Regions from separate parts of the Mus musculus genome. Here region 1 is linked to region 2. The links are chromatin contacts, called in public HiChIP or PLAC-seq maps. All regions are on one chromosome and are shown on one strand. The core of a region is the stretch at or near the end of the contact, and the rest is flanking DNA. Distances in the headings are between cores, read along the strand shown. Region 1 overlaps Gm20139 (predicted gene, 20139). Region 2 holds the start of Arfgef3 (ARFGEF family member 3).

Evidence for each region. HiChIP or PLAC-seq counts read pairs in DNA pulled down with a chosen protein or histone mark.
Region 1: an H3K4me3 HiChIP or PLAC-seq map of bone marrow-derived macrophages shows a contact between it and region 2, with 3 times the contacts expected there. The contact joins the enhancer-like site here to the promoter of Arfgef3 in region 2. A contact is called at or near these places in 2 of 39 promoter capture datasets (embryonic stem cells and liver) and 3 of 115 datasets of contacts at active chromatin or transcription factors (bone marrow-derived macrophages, embryonic stem cells and stem cell-derived neural progenitor cells).

The regions. Positions count from the first base shown.
Region 1 is chr10:19,180,959-19,186,399 of GRCm38.p6, forward strand. All of the region lies in intron 2 of Gm20139 (predicted gene, 20139), which reads left to right. Among named protein-coding and RNA genes, the nearest start is that of Gm20139, 42 kb to the left of the region's middle. Within about 2 kb of position 4,118, at least 171 of the 459 cell types and tissues checked have an H3K27ac peak or open chromatin away from gene starts, as enhancers often do. A contact at or near this core is called in bone marrow-derived macrophages, where this site is marked.
Region 2 is chr10:18,739,529-18,745,093 of GRCm38.p6, forward strand. It overlaps Arfgef3 (ARFGEF family member 3), which reads right to left and starts at 4,230. Exons shown (of 34, transcript NM_001033258.4): 1 at 4,013-4,230. The coding sequence starts at 4,097. Gm32926 (predicted gene, 32926) reads left to right here and starts at 3,943. Exons shown (of 5, transcript NR_152783.1): 1 at 3,943-4,356.

The DNA of each region.
Region 1 (5,441 bases), core at 2,868-5,367, 440 kb after region 2:
TTGAACTTGATCATCCAGCCTTTGCAGCAGACAAAAACAGTATCTAGAACCAACCCAGGGCCATGGCTGTTATATGCCAATTAGCCTGATGAGCTGCTGGGATTCCATTTGTGTTCTGAGTCAAGGTCACTGGATGTCATAATTTCACAAAGGAGTTGACAAATATATGTACAGTGTCTCACATATACTAATAGTATTGTGCATATCAGGTGTCCTGGCCCTGTACCTGCTCCATGTGGTCTTCCTATCATGTCTGATGCAGCATTAATTTACTTACAATATGTTTAAAAATATGAGCCTCCTCTTCTCAGTTGTTCTCTTCCTCAGCAGAATGGAATGTTCACCAACAATGTAGCCAAGGTTCATGACACCTGCTCAGATACAACGCCCTCCACTTCTTTGTCTGCTGTTACTCTTGCATGTACAATAGTCTCCAAAACTCATATGCTGGAAGTTTGGACTTCGGTGCAACAGGATTCAAGGGCAGGCCCTCGAGCAGTGAGTGACTTACTCAATAGGATGCTTGCATTGTGAATAGAGGAGGCAAGTAACTGCAGGCACATCTTGAAGGGTCTGTTTTGCCCCTGGACCCTTTCTCTCATTCTCTGCTTCCCAGCTGTCATTGTTACCTAAGTAGCTTTGTTCCACCTGGAATGTTCAGCCTCGATGGGGGCCCAGAGCCAATCAGCCATGCACTGCGCTTTTGAACCCGGGATCCAAGTCTTCTACTTTAAGTCAGAAAAGGCTGATTTTTATACTCACCTCATTAGAAGTGCTACAAATACAGGAACTTTCTGTTGTTTTCTACTCGTGTGCTTTAACTCCATGTGAACGCAGTACAAAGTCAGTACTTTAAAAAATAACTGACCAGGATCCTGAAAGAAGCATTGGGTGGGTTTGGCATAAGAGCTAAAATGAGTTTTGAAAACCACAAGGATTAACAAAGAGGATATTAATGTACTAGGACATGAAGGACAGAGGCTTGGAACAGGAAAGGCAGAGGACAGTGACCGTCATCCTGTGGCTTTGACCTTTGTCCAGATGGGTGTCGATCCCTTTACAGGCTCAAGGATATGGCATCAATCAGTGACCTATCATCTCTGAATCTAAGGAAATCACCTTATTTCTGGAAATGCTCACGTATTAGTCAGGGTTCTCTAGAGTCACAGAACTCATGGGTAGTCTCTGTATAGTAAGGGAATTTGTTGATGACTTACAGTCTGTAGTTCAACTCTCAACAATGGCCAGCAGCAGCTGTGAATGGAAGTCCAAGGATCTAGCAGTTGCTCCGTCCCACAAGGTAAGCAAGCAATCAAAGAAGAGAGAGAATAAATCTTCCTTCTTCCAATGTCCTTATGTAGGTCTCCTGCAGAAGTGTAGCCCAGATTAAAGGTGTGTGCCACCACACCTTTAATCCCAGATGACCTTGAACTCAGAGATCTCCCTGTTTTAATCTTCTGGAATTCATAGCCACTATACTGCAAGATCTCCATGCCAAGATCCAGGTCAGAAACTTGTATCTCCCAGACACCAGATTAGGATCACTGGTGAGCCTTTCGATTCTGGATTGTAGTTCAGTCCAGATATAGTCAAGTTGACCACCAGGAACAGCCACTACAGCTCACGAAATTTTCTATGCTCTCTATGTACTCTGGTTTTCTGCTAATTTTACTCACAAACTGGTTTAAATGATATCCTTGAAATAATAGTTCAGTGAATAAAATACATATTACTGAGGAGACTTTAGAGCCATTACGAAGACCAGTATTTTCATATTGACCCCATAGGGTTATCCTTCCTTTTACTTAAGAAAGAACAGAATGTTGCAACCTAGAGAACCTTGGAGACACTCAAGCTGTAGACCATGTACCAGTCAGTTTGACTGCTGTTAGAAGGGTCCCTGCCTAGTTCTGTTTACTATCCCTTCTTATTCTGTTGTTGTTCTTATAGGAAAAGAGTATGATTTCTATTCTCCACATAGAGATATAGACTTTTAAATTTCTAAGATTAGAATTACTTAGTAGAAGAAGAAGGGAATGAAAGAAAATAAAACTTGAGACCTGTGATTCATGTAATTTATGTCAAATAGCCCAAAGAGTTGTTTGTGAGCTTTGAAACCTGGGGCTGAGAACATAGCAGAACAGGCCAGGACATGCCCGGGCAGGCCCTTCGTTAAGATATTCCTGAGGCTACTAGGCCATAAAGATAAAGAGAATGACATGTTCGGGCTGGCCCAGCATCTCCCTATCTCCCGCCCTTCTGACCTAAGTTAAATGTTATCTGCATGTACAGTCTGCTGATGTATAAATGGACCAACCATGTGAAATCACGCCAATTCCTCCTCCAGCCCTAAACCCTTTTCTATAAAAACCCCTAGCTTCCAAGCCTCGGGGTCGAATCCACTGTCTCCTGTGTAAGATATGTTTCCGACCCGGAGCTCCGCTATTAAACTACCTCTTGTATTACATCAAGATGGTCTGTTCGTGATTTTTGGGTGCACGCCGAATCGGGAACAGAGTGGGGGTTTCCCCACTAGGTTCTTTCATGTCCACAGCAGGGGTGTGTTTTTCTAGACACAATTTTTTTTCTCCCTTCATTAACATTATTTATCAACTTTTAAGAACATTGTATAGCAGTCAGGCATGGTTGTTTACCCTGAAATCCTTGAATTTGGGAATCTGGGGAGGGAGGATTGATGCACGTTTAAGGACAGTCTGGGCTATACAGGGACATCCTGTCTCAAGACTCTCCAAATGATATATTGTAGGCTTGTGTGTCCCTAGTCCTCTCTGCCATAGGGCAGGGCAGGCTGGGGAGGCAGAATGTAGGGAGCTTGACTGTGCTTATCTCACAGGAGTGTTGGGTTGTAGGGAAGCCCCAGGAGGCACTGCTCCTGGGTAGGAAAGCACTATCTGAAATGTGGGGAAGCAGGAGCTGTCTGGGGGTCTCTGGGCCTACAATGAGGCCAGGGCTGTGGGGTTCTCAGGCTCCTGGACATCCAGGCACCCCTGGGAGTTGTGGAAGAGCTGAGAACAGAGTGGGGGGCCTCAAGGGATGGGTCTAGGGGGGTGTGAGGGTAGGGAGGGGAGCTCTAGGAGTGCAGAGAGAGAGGCCTTCTATGAGAGATTAGGCAGTGGCTCTGTAGGTGAAGGCCTTCTCCATGGCTCCCTCCGGCAGATCTTGATGAAAAGAGTCAGTCCATAGTTCTGAATTGTTTATAGCCGTTGTGGAAAGTGAATGCATAAAACCATGCCCCACTTCTCAGGGTGGGCCTGAGATTAAATACCTTTTTTGGGGGAGGCTTGTCTGGGAAGGGAATCTTATTGGCAACGCCCACCCCCCGGCCTCTAGGTACCACATTGGCATGGAGATCTCTTTTCCTCTTGTGTTGGTCTGAAATGTTGTGGATGTCTCATCAAAATCTGGAAGGGCTTGGGGCTTTGCCCTCATGTGACTGATGGCCACAGATCTATGGGAGAGGGCTGTGTCTATGTGACAGGGGCCTGGTGCCCCAAGCAGGCAAAGCTCCTACCATCCCTTCAGGTCTCTGGGGCTTCCAATCCTTTAGCTCAAGGGAGGACCAGGCTACCTCTCACAGTCCACTGCTTATAAAATCACAGTATATTCCTTATAAAATCTTCATGGTAACCTGAGGCTGTTCCTGGACAGCTGTTCTCTCTATTTTATCTTCCTGGGTCCCTTAAGACATTTACATTTTAACCCTAGATCTATTTGTTTAACCAGATAGTAGATTCTTCTAAGCTAAAATTTAAGACATAGGACACCATAAACATGCTTTAGCCCTTGGGGGCTGAGGATTGTGGGTATTGTTGGGTATGTGAGAGTTACTATAAAGATGAGTAAGTCTGGTTCCCCTCCCCGCATTGTTCTCCAGTCTTTGATGGGACCCTTTACTCAGTTTCTGCTTCATGCCATTCAGATCTTTTACACAGTCTACTCATTAAATGACACTTTTAGGTGGTTATGGTCTTGTTGATGTTGAACTACAGATAACGTAGAAGCAAAAAGCAGACAGGCCGTCCACGGCAGAGCTAAGCAAGTTGTTTTGACCGTAACCCACAGCAGATGTTACCGTCAGGACTCTGTGTACTGTGATGTACTCTGATCTAGTCCCTCCCCATCCCATGATGCTTGCTACGGCCTACAGAGTTGAGTTCTCAAGCAAAACTGTGCTCCGTTTCATGTGCTCTGTGGTTTATGAAGCTCAAATAGCCAGGTTTAAGAAGTTTTGGTTTCTCTTAAGAAATATCTGGTGTCACTCATGGAGGCTCACACCTCCTGTAATTCTACCACTTGGGAGACTAAGACGGAAATAGTGCTGAGATTTCAAGGCCAGCCTGGATCTTAAAACACCAAAGCAGTTGTTTTTATTTGTTTTGTTTTGCTTGTTTGTTTGTTTCATTGGTTGGGTTTTTTTTTTTTTCTCCTTATTATGAAGACTCCTTATCTATTCATCAGTTGGGATCTCTTGTCATATTCTCTCTCTCTCTCTCTCTCTCTCTCTCTCTCGGTTTAGTATCTTGAGTTAGGGCCTTACTGAGTATTCACGATCCTCCTGCCTCAGTCTCCTGAGTGCCAGGATTTCAAGTGTATGATACCATGTCTAGCTTGGCCAGAGCTTTTTGTTTTAAAATACAGTGTCGTGGATAGAGGAGACAGTTTTGCTCTATTGGAGTCTTATCTACTGAAACTTTTCTACTCGCAGTGGAGTCCTGGAACTGGAGAGAAATTCCGAGGGCAGGTCAGAAGCCTCCACTCCAGGGTGTCCCAGTTAAACCTTTCCAGGTTTAGACTGGGAATCCTGATAAAGTAAGTCACAAAAACGTTAGCTCTTTTCTCTTTTCAACATGCCCCTCTGCACAGCACTGGCCTCCAGCGTGGTTTACCAGCGATCAGCTTGCTGAAGTTTTGATGTCCCTGCAAAGTGCCCAGGTGGCTTGTTTTACTTTGTTTTGAGTTCCCCTGGCGTTCCTTCCAGGTCGCAGTTGCACGGTTGATTTGTTGACTGTGGTTTGAGGTCAATAAGAAGCTTATTCTAGAGAAAGGTGGAGAGAAAACAAAACAAAACAACCACCCAAGATTCAATTGCCCGCGTCAAACAGCTGAGGAAGCTGAGTGTTGTCAGTGGTCGTGAAAAGGAAGAGTGACGTCACTCATTGGTGAAGCAGAGTCGTGTGCTGCCATCTATTGGTAATTCTGTAAAACTGCAGGGTTTAAGCTTTTAATGCCACTTGTTTTAAAACTATCTTGGGAGTGGGGGAGAACTAAGATTCATTTCACCTGCTCTCTAAAGTTCTCCTTCCCAAGCAGCCTAGATCTAGTTAAAGACACTGTGGCTGGCAATGACCTATCTTTAACCCGGAAGAAGCTCCTCAATACGGGAGACCAAAGGGACGGGGGGAATTCCCACACCGGCTCCT
Region 2 (5,565 bases), core at 2,980-5,479:
GGTAGTCTCAACCCACAGGTTTAGAGCTATGCCTTAGAAGATCTAGGTATTGGCATTGATGAATGTGGAGGCGATGTCAGAAACAGTGGAAACTTCTAACTAGTATTTCCAGGTTCTTGTCACCATCAGAGAAAGAACTGAAAGGTGACACAAACAAACAAATTTGGAAGAAGTTTTATACAGAGACTGAAGGATTCTGAGTTACAGTCCTTCAATTTTAGGTAGCTGAACTTATAGGTGAGCTTTAATGAGCGGAGGATTAGCCATACATGAGAAGAGGGTCTGACTTTCCTGCAGAATAGGCTATACTACCACTGTCTGTCCTGATCTGGAATTTTGAGATTGAAACAGACAATTCTGCCAGACAAATGATATAGATGCGCCATACGGTGAAGCAAAGGGCAGTTAATAAAGGAGTGGATTAGCCATGATGGTCCCAGATGTCTTTGTTTGTTTGTTTGTTTTTAATGTCGGAGCAGCCACATAATGTTCTATCTTGCTGTAACATAGCTCTATGATTGCATCAGCTTCTAGAAAGTTCATCACACACCCTTTCCCCTCAAAACACCCTATCAGCTTACCTTATTAGTATAGAGATGACCTCTGTCTCTCTCTTTTTTAATATATTTTTATTACGTATTTTCCTCAATTACATTTCCAATGCTATCCCAAAAGTCTCCCATACCCTCCCCCCCACTCTCCTACCCACCCATTCCCACTTTTTGGCCCTGGCATTCCCCTGTACTGGGGCATATAAAGTTTGCGTGTCCAATGGGCCTCTCTTTCCAGTGATGGCCAACTAGGCCATTTTTTGATACATATGCAGCTAGAGTCAAGAGCTCCAGGGTACTGGTTAGTTCATAATGTTGTTGCACCTACAGGGTTGCAGATCTCTTTAGCTCCTTGGTTGCTTTCTCTAGCTCCTCCATTGGGGGCCCTCTCTCTCTTGAAATGACTGCTGTTCCATTCTAAAGAAAGCCGACTGCGTGTCTTAGTATAATCTCTGTTGCTATGATAAACATCACGACCAAAAGCAGCTTGGAGAGGAAGGGGTTTCTTTCAGGTTACAGGTTAGTCTATCATTGAAAGAAGTAAGAGCAGATGCTTGAAGAAAATACCACAAGGGAAAGCTGCTTTTCAGGTTGTTGCAGGCTCACATTCAGCTACCTCTCTCACACAGCTCATGTCCCACCTGCCTAGGCATCTCACAGTGGTCTGGACCCTCCTCTATCAATTAGCGATTAGGAAAATGCCCCGTGAACATAGTCACAGAGCAATCTGATCTAGCAATTCTTCAGTTGAAGCCCCTTCTTTTTCTCAGGTGACTCTAGGGTTATCTCCTATTCACAGCTGAAACCAATCCCAACACCAGGCTCCCCCCATGAAACTCTGAATAAGGGTTACTCCCCTCTCCTAACACAGTCTAAGTAGGAGATAAGATGGTCTAAGTTTATGGACACCCAAAATCCGTGTAGAGCATGACAGACAATTCACAAAGACCAAGTCAAGGTCCTTAAGACTGTATAATTTCATATCAGCCCAAACCCCATTATTCTTCCAATGAACCTTCCATGGATGGAGCAAGTAAACTGTGTGGTGGGGGGAGGGGGGTCAGCTTTAACTTGCCTTGTCTTTGTACTCAAGATGTTTCTCAATGATCCTTCCGTCATAGGTATGCGTGTGCCAACTCCAAAGTACTAAGTGCTCTAAGAGAGTCTGGAGGGCAGGGCTCTAAGCCAGCGGGGTAAAGAATTCCACTGAGGCAGGCACTGAAAGCTTCCTGTAAGGCTTTGAAGGAGCGGCAAAGAAATCCCAGACGGAAGAGGATCAGGAGCAAAGAAAGTAACTGCTGTGCACGGTGCCATCGACAACGTGGTGGCACAGCTAACTGCCACCAGGCCCTGGAGCTCTCCATGGGGCAAGCAGAAACGGTGCTGCTCTAGCTTCTTAAGTACATTCTTAGAAATGTACGTGTTCCTCTATTTAAAATACGAGGGCTGATGGGCGGCAAGTGTTTTCTAGTAAAAGCCTTGCCTTGGCTGTGGGAACTGGAGGGGAGTGAAAAACAGCAAACCCCTCTAGCCTCCGCCTTTGTTTATACTGCATACCCCCACTCCCCTTCAACAAACAGATTTTCACTACAGGAGTGTCTGAAATGTATGATCGGAAAAAAAAAAAGAAGAAAAATTAGAGAATGGAAAGATTACCCATTCTTTCGTGAAATCTACTCAGTCTCCCTTCTCCTCCCCTCATAGTCAGACCCTATCTCACTGAAGCTCTCATGCCCGGTTTTCCAACTGTGGTTGTTCCCATGTACCCCATGTACCCAGGAAGGTTCCGTGCTATTATTTAGCTGTCATAGCTTTATCTCTTCTCTTGCTAATTACAGAGTGATCAAGGAGCGGCAAAAGGGACCTCATCTATTCTTACGGTCAAGGTGAATTCTGAACTTGACCCAGAAAATCTACTTGTCCTCGGCTCCGGGCTTCTTCCCCAGTAGCTTCAAGGGCCTAAGTTCAACAGCCGTGGTTTAAACACAAGATGTTGAATATCGAATGCCCAACTTATTAAAAACACTGGGTTACTCTACACCTCTGCGTTTATCTCAATCCGTTTCGTTTACAGCAAACTAATAAGGAATACTAGGAATGGTGTATTTCATGCCCAGTCAGGTCCTGCTTTATTATGTTAGCCAGCCATCTGTGACCCTTCATTAGAGAGGCATTTGGGAATCCAGCTTCGAATCACTGCTGAACAGTAAACGGTAATGGCCACACTGAAATCTTACTGCGGCTTTAAGAGCCTTGCTGCTTCTCAGACAGCTAGTCCATTTGCATTTAACATTACACTAAAATGGCCAAACACTAGTTCTACCTACAAGATAAACTCCCTGGGCAATAATTGAGACAATTTAGGGCTATGCAGAGATTAAACAAAGGATGGTGCTGCTACAATTGTCTACACACAGAGACACAGACACACATGTGTGCACAAACATGTGAATTAGGACCTTCTGTCAGAACAGCATGACCTAAAACACTATGAGAATTCTGTCTTTAGTTGGACCTACGGCTAACGGCATTTCTGTGCCTTATTTTCCAGGTTGCACACAGCACAGAATCATGACAATCACCGATTGGTTTTTATTTCAAGGGAAGGGGTTCCTGGGTTTTTGTTGTTGTTGTTGTTTTTAATTAGCTGGTTACAGAGGCATATCACGCAGGCTCTGGTAAAGCAAGGGGCTTAGTGGGCTGTCTATATAGTACAGTTCACTCCACCCCCCCCACCCCCCCCACCCCCCATTCTCAGCGCCTTGGTCTTGCCTAATTGACATGTCATTCCGTTTGTTTTCCGATTTTGAGAACTGCAGCCTACAGGATGGGAAATGCTCATTTGCTACCAGGAACTTATCTCAATTTTAGCACAGCTCACACAACTAAAAGCCCACCTGTCTGAGGGCAAGTCAATAACCGAACTGCAAGAGAAACACAATTCCTTCAGTCTGTTATGTTCCATGCACAATAGCCATAAAAGCGAATATTTAGCAAGGTGGCTTCTATCAGCAAAATCAAATTAAACAAGCCTTCCTTCCTGGTTCCACTCACCAGTGTTTGAGAAGAGGGCTGTTGCTTTAATTAACTTCCTTTTTTCTTCCATACCCCTGGAAACCAGGGCCCTGATTTCATACAAGCTGGAGGTCCTAACTTGGCTATTGGGGGGGGGGGGGGGAGAGGAACCCTTGTCTATGGGCTCTAGGGACCAGGAATGAGGTTACCTCACAGCAAAGGCAACGGTTCCCATAGAGGTTTGGGAAGCGGTAAGGGAACCAGATGGAGACAGCTGGATGCCCACGCTGAGCCAAGATTTTCATACCCCGCATTAAGTATCCGAGGCAACATTCATAACCCATAGTCGGTGGCAGTCCCTCCTGCCCAGGGGCCCGAGGAGCCTGTGATCCGGGAGCAGGTGTCCCTGCGCAGCCCCTCGGCTCCCGCGCATCGCCCTCACTTACCCAGGGCCCAGGTGCAGCTCTCTTTGATGGCTTTGTATTTGCTCCCGGACGCATCTCTCTGCAGCTTCCTCAGGATCTCTTCCATCTTGGCCTTCCTAGAGCCAGGCCACCGACCCCGAGATCGCGCAGGGGACGCGCCTAGGAGGCCTCGGCACTCGTCCCCATGGCTCTCGGCGGCCGCTGATGAATCACACCCGCTCCGCGCCACAGGCCACGTCAGCCCCGCCGCCACGCCTGTTGCCACGCCCGCCGGGTCAGGTGCGCTCACCAGCAGGGGAACCCGGGAGGCCCCGGCCGTCTACCTAACGTCCAAGAGGACCTGGGGTACCAAGCTTCATCCAAAGGTGGGGATCTGTGGCTGGCTGCCGGCCAGTCTCTGCCCTAGGGAAATCACCGAGATCCACGGGCGGAAGGCAGGGAGGGGCCTGGTCGCTTGTGCCAATCACCTGCTGGGCCGGCGCATCAGGCATCTCTGAGACCTGCTACACTAGGGGGTAGATAGTAATAAATAGTAAATAGTAAACAGCTGGTCCCCTCCCTGTGTAAGGTTGGAGCCATCCAGCGAGAACTACGTCATATGCCTGCCTGCTGGGAGCTTACAATGTATTACACGCATACATTAGACTCTAATACAGTTCTCTCTAATAATTAGAGAATTCGATGTGAAAATTAAACCAGAAAAGATTTAGAAGATTAAAATGAATACGCTTCCCTTAGTACATTGAGATTTCTACCAAACCAGCTAAGGCAGAAATTGAAAAAAGAAAAAAAAATCAATAGATTTAACTGACAACTTAAAATCTATAAATAGACCAGTAGTCAACCTGTGGGACTGCCCTGTATGTTAGAAATTAATGGCCCAGTATATACACAAGGAAATTAGACCTCAGCTACTTCCCAGCCAACAAGAATGTATTCCACACAGCCCAAATCCAAAGATGTTTTTTAAAACCTTCAGTACCAGCAGGTGAAGATAGGAAAGTTAGAAGTTCAAGGTCATCCTTGCCTATACAGTCAGTGTGAGATGGGCTTGAGGGACACGAGACTGTCAAAGTAATAATAGTAATAATAATAATAATAATAAAAGAATCTCTTCCCTTCCTTCCTTTACCTCGTGTACTGGTTGTTTCCCTCTGAAGAGACACACTGGCACAGACAGTTGATGTTAGCTTTTGATAGGCAGGGAAGCCAGGGGGACTAAACTAGGAGGGGGGAGTGAGTAAGCCTCTGCTATTTGAGTGACTTCTGGTGCTTCCTTTGCCAGCTGTTACAGGCAAGAGTCCTGACTGGAAAGCAATGACCTTGTTCTGAGAGCTGTGACAGGTAGTGAGGGTGGACTTAGAAGCGAATTTTTGTTCTTTGTATTTTAATTTTTCCCCCCAAAACCAGCATCTCATTTAGTAGCTCTGGCTGTCTTGGAACTTGCTCTGTAGACCAGGCTGACTGGATTTACAGAGACCTCTGCTCTGCTTCCTGAGTGCAGGGTTTCAAGACGTGTGCCACCACACCCAGCACAAATTCAGTTTTTATTAGAAATATATTTCTACTGATAG